2 separate regions of the Ostrinia nubilalis genome follow, and region 2 is linked to region 1. Evidence: chromatin contacts called from public Hi-C data. All regions are on one chromosome and are shown on one strand. Each heading gives the region's core, a stretch centred on a gene start, on an enhancer-like site or on the middle of the called end of the contact. The rest is flanking DNA. Distances are from core to core; before and after follow the strand shown.

Evidence for each region. A called contact is a pair of places that touch in the nucleus more often than the background predicts.
Region 2: a Hi-C map of whole larva shows a contact between it and region 1, with 2.6 times the contacts expected there. The contact joins the promoter of LOC135076236 here to the promoter of LOC135076203 in region 1. A contact is called at or near these places in 4 of 5 Hi-C or Micro-C datasets (whole body and whole larva).

What each region holds. Positions count from the first base shown.
Region 1 is chr11:8,873,833-8,880,371 of ilOstNubi1.1, forward strand. It overlaps LOC135076203 (nuclear receptor-binding factor 2), which reads right to left and starts at 1,660. Exons shown (of 2, transcript XM_063970680.1): 1 at 1,540-1,660; 2 at 499-1,464. The coding sequence starts at 1,563. The coding sequence ends at 748. LOC135076202 (transmembrane protein 127-like) reads left to right here. Exons shown (of 4, transcript XM_063970679.1): 4 at 1-290. It overlaps LOC135075878 (phosphatidylethanolamine-binding protein 1-like), which reads left to right and starts at 4,259. Exons shown (of 4, transcript XM_063970335.1): 1 at 4,259-4,522; 2 at 4,609-4,701; 3 at 5,581-5,635. The coding sequence starts at 4,286.
Region 2 is chr11:9,112,388-9,119,231 of ilOstNubi1.1, forward strand. LOC135076236 (protein TAPT1 homolog) reads right to left here and starts at 1,314. Exons shown (of 10, transcript XM_063970718.1): 1 at 1,057-1,314; 2 at 717-981; 3 at 289-602; 4 at 1-98. The coding sequence starts at 1,174. LOC135076217 (eukaryotic translation initiation factor 2 subunit 3-like) reads left to right here and starts at 1,467. Exons shown (of 9, transcript XM_063970700.1): 1 at 1,467-1,692; 2 at 1,925-2,099; 3 at 5,527-5,763; 4 at 6,297-6,514. The coding sequence starts at 1,630.

The DNA of each region.
Region 1 (6,539 bases), core at 410-2,909:
AGTTTTTCAATAAATGGACGATGACTAAATTGTGTATGTACATTAATGTTCTAACAATAATAATAATTAATAGTACTGGTAGCATCTGATTTGATGTAATAATATGATATTCTATGTTACCAAAAATATTACAAGTGTTATTAGTTCTTGTTCGTTAATGTATAGAATTCTTCTAGGTGTAAGAATAGTTATTCCTAGTGATGAACTGGGAAGTTTATTTTTACATGTAAAACAAGAGTAAGATTTTATTTTTGTGTAAGACCAATATGCAATACATATCTATAAATAAATCAGTCTGTTTGTTATTTTCTACAGCATTCCTTTCATCAAAAAATAATAAAATTAATTAATGAAAATTCCTCATGTCTGTATGTGAACTATTCATTTTTAGAATAGAATAGAAATCATTTACATCATTTATTTAGGCTTTACAACGTTTGCATTTGTCACACATACATAATTAAAACATTTATATTATTAAGATTGCATAAATAAGGATCTTGCTATGAAATCATATTTTATTTACATTAATATTAAAATATACATCATGGGAAATCAATAATAAACCAGCACTTATAGCACATCAAAACTGACAGACGAGTGATATAAAAACAAACTAGAGATGCAAAAAATATACAATGTCTATTAAAATTCTTCTATTGTTGCTATAACAGGATTGTACACAGTCATTGTACACAATTGAAATTATAATTAGTCATTTCTTAGTGCATTCAGATCAAAATGAGGCTATTGGGTAGGCCTGTTGCTAATTGGTTTACTCATTTCAGTAATAACAGGTAACTTCTGGGCTAAATCTACACTATAACCATCTCCCGTTGTGTTTACACTGTTTCTATGGCTTATTTCATATGATGAAGGCAAATTTAAGTATCTAGTTCTTTCTTTTTCTAAATAATTCACCTTTTCTTTCAAAGTTGTATTTTCATCTTTCAGCACTTCTACTTGCAATACCAGTTGTTCCACAAGAGAATGCAGATTTTGGCTCAATGTCTGTAATTCTTCCACAACTGTTTGTGGAGTTTTTTCTTTCTTTCTTCCATCTACAACATCTTTAATGGCCGTGTCTTTTGCTACTGGTTCATTTGCTTTCTTTGTTGACAGCATTTGCAACAGTGAATCTGTTTCATTTATAGTCCTGTATATTGCTACTTGCACTTTAGCATTATCATTAGCTTGTAAATTGTAGAAAGGATCTTTACCTAAATTTTTAATGTTTTCTAAGGCTTTCTTGACTCTAGCATATTGTTCTTTTTTACTCTTGATTAGATCCTTTTGTTTCAGATGGTAGCTGTGTTGAAGTGTGATGGATTCTAAAGCTCCCGAAGAAGTGGTAGACTTCATGGCATCCAAAAGCAATTCAGCCGCATTATGGTGACACTGCATAGCTTCATCGTATCTGTAATTTATTATGTGGGCTTCAGCACGACGATGTTGTTGGTGTGCCTGAAAACCACGTCAAATTATAAACGAGAACATAGGACTTCCTTCAAAGAAGACGCAAAATGTTAACACATTTACCAGATTTAAAGGATGGGATTCCATTGAAAATACTGCAAACAATTAAAATTTCTTCTATGAAAACGAATGTTTTGTTGAAATCAGCTGTGATTGTTTTGCGCAAGAAAGAGAAGAAAAATTATATTATTTTTTATATAGCCGTCATAGCTGTCAATGTCAGTCAACTTTTTTATGCTAGAGTTGACCCCGCGATCATAATAATCGTATTATTATCGTACCATGTAAGTCACACGTCTAGTATACGATACGATAAATGAACAATTTTAATTGATCTTTTGCGTTATAAAATCCTTATAATATGGCTTATCCACTATATTTTAAGCTCGTCTGGTAAATTTTTAATTTTAAGACATTAGACCATTTCTCAAAGTTATTTTAAATTTTCCGATGATGGGCGACCTCTATGACAGCGATGTATGAAACTTTGAATACAACTAAATAAATTCTTCTTGTAACATATTGCAACCTTTTTAAATAATTATCTTGTCATGGCATGGACAATTAATTATATTTTTTTTTTCGAAAAAAAAAAGTGTTTACGCTTGATTACGCTATTCACTGAAATAATTTGAAGAAAATAATTAATTCCAAAGTATTTTTTGGACATGTCTAAGCAAAGATTTTCTCGCGCCTGGTACAAGAAAAGTCAAGAAATACTCAAATCTACTGAGATGTCAATTGCTAAAAAAATTTTGGCTTATAAAATATTTTTACGTCCGATTCTAATGTACGGTTGGTTTGAAGAACAACCTTCGCAGCTCAAGGTTCTTGAAATTAAGGCTCTTCGACAGATATTTGGTAATTCTAACGAGAAAAATCTCTATCGAAAATATACGGATATTGATGTAGTAAGCTACATGAAGCTACAAGATATCCGATGGCGGAGGACCACTGGTTCTGGAATAACGAGTATCCGGCGAAAGTTTCATACGATTTTCGATGCTGATGATCCATCTTCATACTTTTCAAAGGCAAGTTTGTGCAACACATCTAAAAGTCGAAGACTGATTAAAGCTGATAATCCAGGAAGTGAAACAACAATCGATACCGTCCGTAGAAGCCACCGGTTAGCGATTAAAGCCCAAAATAAAAAGCCTTGAAACTGCAATGGTATCATTTTATTGATCTTTTATTTAATCTTAATTATTCTAACTCCACGACATCACACAGCGATTACTTATGTTCACAATTGAACTATTGGGGTGTGGTGGATTAGGTTTAACCTTAGCCAAATACTTATTTCAATATTTAGTTCAACTAGGCGCTTCACGAGTATTCTGAACTGTGAAGCTTAACTCGTCACTTGATTCTCGTATTGTCAAAGAATGATTTTTAGTTCTGCTTGCAATAGACTCGTCGCGTGCGGTATTTGATGTAGGTGGTGGTTTATCCCACCAGTGGACACGCTTACGACATTTCTTAGAACGCCTTCCCAGCGCTCGTTCTTCTATTCTTAGCAAGCTCTTCCAAGATAGTCTCTCATGACGAACATGGTCCACAATATCCGTATCCCTGTACCTTTTATAAACGGCTCTCATATTGGGTCGCAACCTTTTAGGGTGTCTGTGTGGGTACTTTGACTTGTATATTTCTAAAAGAGTAGCACATTCAAAGCGAAGCAACTTCTTCGACGATCGGTCATCTAGAGCCCACACTTCACATCCGTATGTAAGGATAGGTCTGACAAAAAACTTGTAGAGTTGGAACTTGGCTTGACAATGCAGGTCCGGGTCACACAGCATTTGCCAATATTTTTGGCACCACAGTCGAGCACACCTTATTCTCTCGTTGATTTCTAACATCATGTCTTCTGCACTCAGTTGTGGTATACCTAATTTAAGTTCAGCACGACTTCTGCTTTGCATTTCAAATTTAAACAAGGTTATTTTTTCCTGTAGGAAGGTTTCTGTGGATATTAGAAATTAGGATGTTGTTCAGAATGATCTCATATGTATAGATGACCCACGCTGAACTGTCCCACCAAACTCAATGACAGGGGGGCGCTACCATCGTTCAACTATATGGTTTCCAACATGGCAAAAATCTGAACCAGCGATCCGGTATTGACGGTGGCGCCCCACTGTCAATGTCATCGACAGGACAGTCCAGTATTTTGGAACTTTAAGGGAATCGCAAACAAACCATGAAATTGTCATTTAGATTAGTGACGTAAAACTTCATAATCAGTCACACCTTATAATATCACAGATTCAGTTTGCTGAAATTTTTTTAAAGGTAAATGCACACTTATTCGAAAAAAGATACCAATCAGATGGTTTAGTGCATAAAGTGCATTGCATTTTGGTATATAAGTCTTAGGCCCAGTTTCCACCAAGGCGGAGCGGAGCGGAGAAGTGTTTTGAATATGGTTTTAAATAAACTATCAGATTTAATTATGTAATTCCATTTCTCTTCTCCGCTCCTGGCTATACAGGAGTTGCAGTGGTGAAAAAGAGAGATTACCAAGTCCCATTTACCTATTAATTTTAGACCATTAAGCTTTAATAGATCATTCATTCTATCGACTCTATAAAAATTGGCAGACTGGTTATGTAATGGCCAAACATACAAACTACACTTGTACCTCTGTTTCTGCTTTCGTTTACGAACAGTTTGTTTGAAACTAATGCGTCATACCATTGTTAACTGGCAATGTTTAACTAACATTAGGCAAATTGAAAAAGCTGACTTCACCGTTAGTACCTAGTATTAAATTGATCTTGCTACACACACGCACGTAGGCAAAATGCTTTCTTTGCTCTCGAGTATTTTCCTCATATTTTCTTTGAGTTGTGGTAATGGGGCATCACTACAATGTTCCGTCACGGACGTAAAGAGTCTTCTGGAGGGATGTGACAGGTTGACCGGTCTAAACGTGACCAGCGTGGGGGGAACCATGGTCAATGACCACAACTGCGACGTCTTGCTTCCAAAGCAGGTGTTCATACAAGAACCCTTATTCCAGTACGCGTTGGCTGATTCGGTAATACAATTCATCAACTTTAATTCATTCGGTTAGAATGTTATCTAATCTTTGGTTAGACGGTAATCTTTACTATTTTTCTATAGAAAAAGTTCTACACAATCATCCTAGTAGATCCAGATGCGCCACCACAAGTGGAAGGGGAGTTCTACTTGCATTTGCTGAAGTCTAACATTCCTGTAAGTAAAAAGATAACCTGCGTACTTAAGTTCCTGTTCATTAATTTGTATTCTTGTACCTACGTCCTACATACAAGACGAATTTCGCTTATGTGCAAAATGCTTCTCTGACTTAAGTGTTAACTTTACCTATTTCATAATTAAGTTGTAGAGTTGTAGTTGTTGTTAGCAGAGTTGTATCTGTAAAATCTGCGCTCATGGCTTACAATGGCTACGTTGACTGTATTCTTCGTTACGGTATTATTCTATGGGGAAATTCTGTAGATATCCACAGCATATTCTTGATACAAAAGCGATGTATAAGAGCTATATTTGGCATTAAAAAAACCGATTCCTGTCGGCCATACTTTCAAAAACATAATATTCTTCCTATTCCAAGTTTATATGTATATGAAATTTGTCTATTTGTAACTAAACATAAGTCTCTTTTTGTAAAAAAACAGGAAGCTACTAATAGGAGAATACGATCCCAATATTTGTACAAATTACATAAACCATGTGTAAAACTGTCTGCAGTGTCACGAAATGCCTATATTATGTGTATAGATATCTATAATAAATTACCTGATCGCTTTAAAGATGATGAATTAAGTTTAAGTTCGTTTAAGAGGCTCACTAAATTATGGTTATTGAAACATTGTTTCTATAGTTTGAAAGATTTTATGGAGCATAAGGAATAGTTTTTTAATTTTATTTTAAGAGAAATGTGTATACACCTGTAATGGTAGGATTTGGCGATCTAACTTTATTATTGCAATAACTACTGCAAATGTAATGTACCCAAATTTATGCACAATAAATTATTTGATTTGATTTGAAAAGTTATGCTTCAGAAAGAATCAATAAGATTTTAAATTATTGTCTTATAATAATTTTCAGGGGCTTGCCTTAAAATCAAAGGACAGCAGCAAAACTTCAGGCATTGATTACCGAGGTGAGATTAATTAAAATTAGATTTCTAGTTTAATAAAAAAAATTACAAATACAAATTGGGATAAAATTGGGTACGTTATTACTTATGTAAACGTCGGTAGGTCACGAGTTTTAGGCCAGTAGAATTAAACACAAAAATTGATTAAATCGGAAATAATTCATACAAAAGATTTTTTTGCTTTAATGGCTTCATTGGTTGCCCATTAAGATTCTCCTAAGTTTTCGACTTCGACGGAGTTGTGCTTAAGTGGTGGGGGCCCCCGAAAGGGGCGTTTTTTCGGTTTTCCGGTTATACCGCGTAAAGGACTTACCCTATCGAAAAGTGGTCTTCATGACGGTTAAAGGGCACTTAATCCTGCATTGAATAAGACCAAATTCATAAATGTTTTGGACAAACCGTTCTCGCGCTAAAGTTCGGCAAAGGAGAAAATTTACGTATAATTAATGACCCTCTCCACGTCCAATGGCTTGTTGCTTCCAAGCCTTGTAAAGGGTCGCCTTAACCAGTGTAACCCTAACAAGGCTCACGAGTTTAATTCGCTTATCCTTGTTCGTCCCAGCCGTTCCTTAACTGCGGTTGCTGCACCTCTTCCTGGCACTCTCCTGAACGACTCTGTGTTACCTAATGTAGCTGCCCCTCTTCCTTGTACCCTCCTGTACGATTTCATGGCTTAGCCATATGCCTGGTCCAAGGTTCGACGCCACAAAATCAACTTCGTACGAGTGAAAATAGTTTAAATTCTATTTCCCGTGCTTGCAACATTTTTCTTTACTGCTTCGCCTCTATTAGTCGTAGAGTGATTGTATATATCCTATAGCCTTCCTCAATATATGAGCTATTCAACAAAAAAATAATGATTTCAATCAAACTAGTGATTCTTAAGATTAGCGCGTTCAAACAAACA
Region 2 (6,844 bases), core at 64-2,563, 240 kb after region 1:
ATTGTTAGACATCATGATAATCAACAGACTCTTATTATTTGAATTAAATGCCACATTCAATGTTGTTGCTTGAAACAACACCAGTAAGCTGTGAAGAACTGATTAATATTAAGAAAATTATTTATTTATACAATGATTATTAATGATTTAATATGATGTAAAAACTTTCAGAAATATTGTGTTTAATTTAAGACTAGATTGGTTTATTTTGAGTAAATTGATAAGTTTATTCAAATTGACACGTACTTTATTCTAAAATACCCTTAATTCAATATTTTAAAAGGATACAGACATAAGTCATTGCAAACAACAAATGGGGTATTAAGCCCAAGTGCTCCCTTCTTCTGTCTCGAGGTTCTGTCGCTGTCCAAAAGAGAGCATCAATGGTATCCTGACCAAAAGCAGAAAACAGTCTGTCTCCAACCTCCAGCATGTTATAGAAAATATAGAGCTTCATCACACTCTGACTTTTGACTAAATGATACATCATATTGGTATCAATATAGCACATGAGAATACTGCACACTAGTAGTATAAAACCTTTCAAGGCGTCACATGTCTCTGCTGGCTTTAATATGTTTTTCCGTGGGTTAGAATAAAACCTAAAAAATATTATAGAAATAATTCTTGTAGCAATTAATTCCAACAATATGTATTACAGAAGTCAAGACAGTAATGAGTTACAAAACAGAATGATTGTCCAATCAAAAACTTACCCAAAGCATTTTCTAAATAATCTGTTAAAAAATGACCAAAATGCCATCATAAATCTTAGTGGCAGAAAAGTGTAAACAAATAATAAAGAGTCAGCACATTGAAAGAAACCATATGCCATGAACTTTTCTAATTCCTGTGGGATTTTTATAAAAGAATAGACTTTCTCTCGTCTAGCCGAAAACCTCTCCTCATCGTGTTCTAATAGGTAGCCGCGAGTGAGCTCCACATGTAAAAAGGCGAAAAGCGATGCAGATTTTTCCCCCTCTGTAATTCAGAATTCAAATTTAGTTTATACTTTATTAAATAGGTAACCGAGCCCACAAAAAAAGAAGACCTTACCCTTGCTCTTCATTTCTTTGCTTTTTGAATCAAAGTTTGACTCGGAAAAGTGCTGAACATTGGTTACAGGCTTGAACCGCAACCTTTTAGTTTGATCTTGTAGATCTTCATTCTTCATTATATAAACCAATGAGCAGTCAACTATTTAATAAAGCACATGAACTTTCAATACCACGCTTGAGCTTGAGATAATTATTAGAAAGGGCAAATTTTAAAAAAGATTTCCCCGATGCTGCCGATTGCAACAAAATTGACAAACAAATTTTGACAGCAGCTAAATGTGACATCTTTTTTTTTAATAAGTACACGGCTTTGGGTTTCAATCTATTTGTCAAATATTGTATGATGCGTGATATAATCAGAAAACCGGTAAATAGTCGATTCTAAGATTATACTTTTTGACAACTTTTACATCACTAGTTTTAAAACGCGGCACGCTCTCATGCCCCTAGAATTATTACATACGTTTGCTAAAAAATACCAGGCTTTGTGCAAGAAGCAGTGTTGTTTTACGAAAATACTAATTAAATAACAACTAAATAATACAATCATTCTTGCAAAACATTTACAATCATGGCTTCAAGTGAGGGTCGAAGTGCTCAGTCAAACTTGCATCAGCAAGATCTAACCAAATTGGTAAGTATGGTGAATTTATTTACCACCACGATTATTCTGAATGAATTGAGTAAATTTCATACTACAGTACTTATAACAATAGTTTTATTTGTATTTTTACTTCATAGAATTTAACTTTTATGTAGTCATAACCTCCCAAAGAATCTTGCACTCTTCACATACCAAATTAGTATGGTTGCACAATAATTACAGTCCTCTTATTGTTTAAGCCTAACTATTGTTTATATTTTAGGATGTCACAAAATTGTCGGCTTTATCACCCGAAGTGATATCAAGGCAGGCAACTATTAACATTGGAACCATTGGCCATGTAGCTCATGGAAAATCGACAGTTGTGAAGGCAATTTCAGGAGTACAAACTGTCAGGTTTAAGAACGAGCTGGAAAGGAATATTACTATCAAGTTAGGTGAGTGTTTATGTAAATTACAGAATAATTTGAGAAATATAATTAGTTTTATGACAAATAATATTGTATAATTTTAAAATACCTAGAACTACATAACAATATATCTAATTCCCATAATATAAGTGCAAACATTCTTTTGTGTCAGAAGCCAAACATAGTGATATACCTATCTGAATAAAAATAAATCTAATTGTATCTGCATTCTGCAAGCAGACCATAAGAGGACATACTAATATAATAAAATATTTTTTTATATGCCTTACTAAAAAAAATATTGTTGAGCATTGCTTGCTTTCCTGATCCCATAATTATACATTCATACCTTTATTAGTTAATACCAGTAAATAAATAAATATTGCTGTGCAAAGTCAGTTTCAAATAAGCTAACCTCTAGCCAATTCTGCTTAAATATTCTGACAACTGTTTAATAAATGTATTGAATATTTTTACTCTGTATTAATTTAAAATAAATACAACCTAATATAAATTTAATTGGACAAAGTAGCTATAATTAAATGTTTATTCTTGCCAATAAACATAGAATGGATAAAATATTGATTGATCTAAATAAATTACTGTAACACAGCTGCTTTGTAATGTACCATGTGAAAAAAGTAAATGTCAAAATTATATTTTCTGAATATCTTTTATTGTCAATCAAAAATATTTTAATGAACTTGTCTTAACTCAAATACACATGGTATGTTGCAGAGCGCGTGTCGGACTCAGTAGTAAGAATGTATCAAGAAATGGCAGAAGAGAGAGATGAAAACATGTTCTTGGAAAAATACAGAAAATCACGCAAAAGAAATTTTTCTCTTGATCCTGATGAAGAGGTGGAAGCTCCAGCTGCAAAGAAACAAAAGAAAAACAAAAAGAGAGAAACCGAAGAATATATCATAGAAAAAATTCTAGATTTTAAATTTTATGAGGGAAAGCCGTTCTTTTACATAAAATGGAAAGGTTGGTCTAATAGTGCCAACACATGGGAACCTCTGGAACATCTTGATAACTGCCCATCATTATTACAAACATTTTTAGTGAACAAAGAATTTGAGTATTGTGAACAATTTGAAAAACTCAAAGAAGAAATTGCATTTGGTGACCTTTTAAGTGATGATAACCTTGCAAAAAGATTGCATGAGCTTGAAGATATAGATGTGTGCAAATTGAAAGAAAAACTCTTGATTAAGTTACTGTCAATGGTTATACTCACTGAAGAAAATGAGCATTATGGCCCAGAACTTGTCCAAGAAGCTCGTGATGTTTTACAATTGTATGTATTAGCCAGAAGACGTAGTCGTCAATTAATGGCTTTGAAAGATTGGGAGGACCATGTGAACCAAGTTGATAAATCTAAAATGAAATTAACAGTCATTAATGATGTTGACCTGGCTGGTCCACCAACAAATTTCACTTATATAAATGATTGTATTCCTGGTGTAGGAGTAACGGTACCAGACGATCCACCTATTGGATGTGATTGTACATCTTGCAACTGTCGTTCTAAGTCCTGCTGTGGTATGCAGGGCGGCTTATTTGCTTACACCGTTAATAAAAGACTGCGGGTGGCATCTGGTACTCCAATTTATGAATGTAACAAAACTTGTAAATGTTCCTCTGAATGTAGCAATCGTGTTGTACAAAGCGGCCGTAATGTGAAACTTTGCATTTTTAGAACAGCTAATGGCTGTGGTTGGGGTGTAAAAAGCGAGCAGAAAATCAGACAGGGACAGTTTGTTTGTCAATATGTTGGGGAAATTATTACTTTTGAAGAAGCTGAGAAACGGGGAAGAGAGTATGATGCAAAAGGACTAACATATCTGTTTGATTTAGATTTTAATTCTGTCGAGAATCCGTATACGGTTGATGCTGGACATTTGGGAAGTGTATCTCACTTTATAAATCACTCCTGTGATCCAAATCTGGGAGTGTGGGCCGTCTGGGCAGACTGTCTGGACCCTAATCTGCCGATGATAGCTTTGTTTGCGACACGCGACATTGAAATAGGGGAAGAAATTTGTTTTGATTATTTACAAAAATCATCAGATAGTGATGACACAAGTAGTACCACAACAAAAACAGAGAATAATGCTACAAGTTCCGACTGTGATAGTGTCAGTATTCCTAATGGCTCGGAAGCAGGGACACCCAACTCTCCAGCTTCACCCATTAAATCAAGATTTGAAATGCAACAAGAAAATATGGCTAATCTTAGAAATCGTACTGAATGCAAGTGTGGAGCAATCAATTGCAGAAAATATTTGTTTTGATACATTAGAAATAAATACAGCAAAGCTAAATACTTTCTTAGTTTTAATATACAAAGAGTACTGTATGTATGAATGTATTTTAAATACTGTTATTCTTTACTGTTTAGGATAGACTGAAAAATACTTTTATGACGTTTAATTGCACTGTTAAAGTAATGGAATTTTTAATATTCCTCATGATTTACAAATTCCATATGAATCTCTTTTTATAAACTGTTTTGATATTTTGTGGTCTGATTTCATTAGTATTCTGATGTTTTATGTCGCCTATGGGTTTCACTATAAATTATGTTGATGATTAACTCAATGAAATATTTTAATAAAATACTCAAACAATTTATTACAGTATTCAATGTAATATGCAACCAAGAAATCTGTCTGTCATTCTTTTTGTAATATAATATCCTTCCTTTCTTTAAACTTAAATAATCACAATAACCTTAAATAGATTTTATATGAGCATGCAAAATATTCATAGGTAATCCAAATATTGTAGTTGTAACACATAATTTTATATTGAAATTTAAAAAGGTGCTGAACTTGGTAGAAGAACATTAACTTATAGTATTTTTGATAATTATGTCGACATTTAAAACTTATCCTTCCAATTGGTGGCCTTGAAAAAGTATTGATATATTTGTGTTAAGATTTTTACTAGTTTTGATAAATGTTGTATTGAAGTTGACGAACTATGCAGTTGTAAGTAGTTAGGTATATTATAGTCTAAGTTTATTATTAAGAATAAAATGGTTCAGATGCACACAGTTCTTGTGTTTACTCATACAGTACCTCTTTTATTCCCTGCAAAAAGAAATGAAATTTCACAACAACACGACAATAATCTTGGATGTTTATGATATGACAATACATAACTTAAAATATGTCACTTTTATGTAAGTACCTACCTACAGTAGAAAGCACATCAGACTACACATTGTAGTTGCAAAATCATGCCTAATTTACATAGTTAAGATTCCAGTGTTAAACGATTCAAAATACTGATATCTTTGTGAACAAAACATAAGATCTCTAAGCTTCATGTGCAGCATATTCAGTTTATTCCTGTTGTCCTAATTTTTTACGGGAATAAAAATAAAATTTAATTATTAATAAAATACCCGCTGTCTTCACTGATCTCACAAGTCGATGTCCAGGTTACGCGAACGCAAAGATCTACAAATGCGACAACCCGAAGTGCCCGCGGCCCACGAGCTTCATCTCGGGCGGTTCGTCGAAGGATGACAGCTTCCCCTGTCTCCGCACCGCTTGTACCGGGCGCTTCCAGTTGGTGCGCCATGTGAGCTTCGTGGACTGCCCTGGGCACGACATCCTTATGGCCACCATGCTTAACGGAGCCGCGGTTATGGACGCCGCGCTTCTGCTTATTGCCGGTAAGTCAGGATATACTATGTAAATAATTATATTCCAACAGCTTGTCTGGAAAGCAGTTCGTATTAATAACTTCTATCATGTTCGTCTTTGGTCGGGCCATAACTATCCAAAGCTGCACAAGACGCCATTTGTGCTACTCTACCAACCAGCACTGCCTTCGTAAGCCTTTACAAACGCAGAGTAGGTATACACAGCTTTTTTACCTTCCGATGGTAGGGCAAAGTTGGATGTATCGCCGTTAGAAGAACCACTGTGTAAAGATACAAGATCGACCGAAGGCTGTCGGATTTCTGACTGAACCAATACAACAGTAAAACTAGCGTTTTCTAACCCCTGGGCCACACACATAGCGATAACATTCGGGCTACAGCAAAGCAACTATGCAAAAAAGCACTGAGATGTGGTATACGCGAATACTTGGCTAGCCTTTGTTTCTACCAGTTTATAAGATTTATGCTTCTCATACTATGTAATGTCATTTTTACAGAATTTTTACATTATCTAAATCGTGCAACATAATTTTCGTCACCAGGCAACGAATCCTGCCCACAGCCTCAGACAAGTGAACATTTGGCTGCGATCGAGATTATGAAACTGAAGTACATACTCATCCTCCAGAACAAAATAGACTTGGTAAAGGAAGGCCAGGCGAAGGAGCAACATGAGCAGATAGTCAAATTCGTGCAGGGCACGGTCGCTGAGGGCGCGCCTATTATACCCATCTCTGCTCAGCTGAAATATAATATTGAGGTAATGAAACTTATTTATCATTGATTTTATTGAGGTACAAGGTATTTTGTTGAGTCTCTTAACATAATAATAATAATAACATAGTTGATTATACAATTTTATAATGAAACAACCTTCAAGTAGTACTCTACTTTCAAAAATAGATTCAAGGTTGAATGAAATTGAAAGGTGCCACTGCAAAATTGACTTTTTTGCTACGTTAAAGTTTTTTGGGCTTAAATATAATGCAAAAGAGCTTGGCTATGAAGGCTTACTAAAATACTTTATTTTTTCCCTTTCAATTAGGACTAATTTTTAAAATTGGCCAGCTATGATTGAGTTTGAACTTTA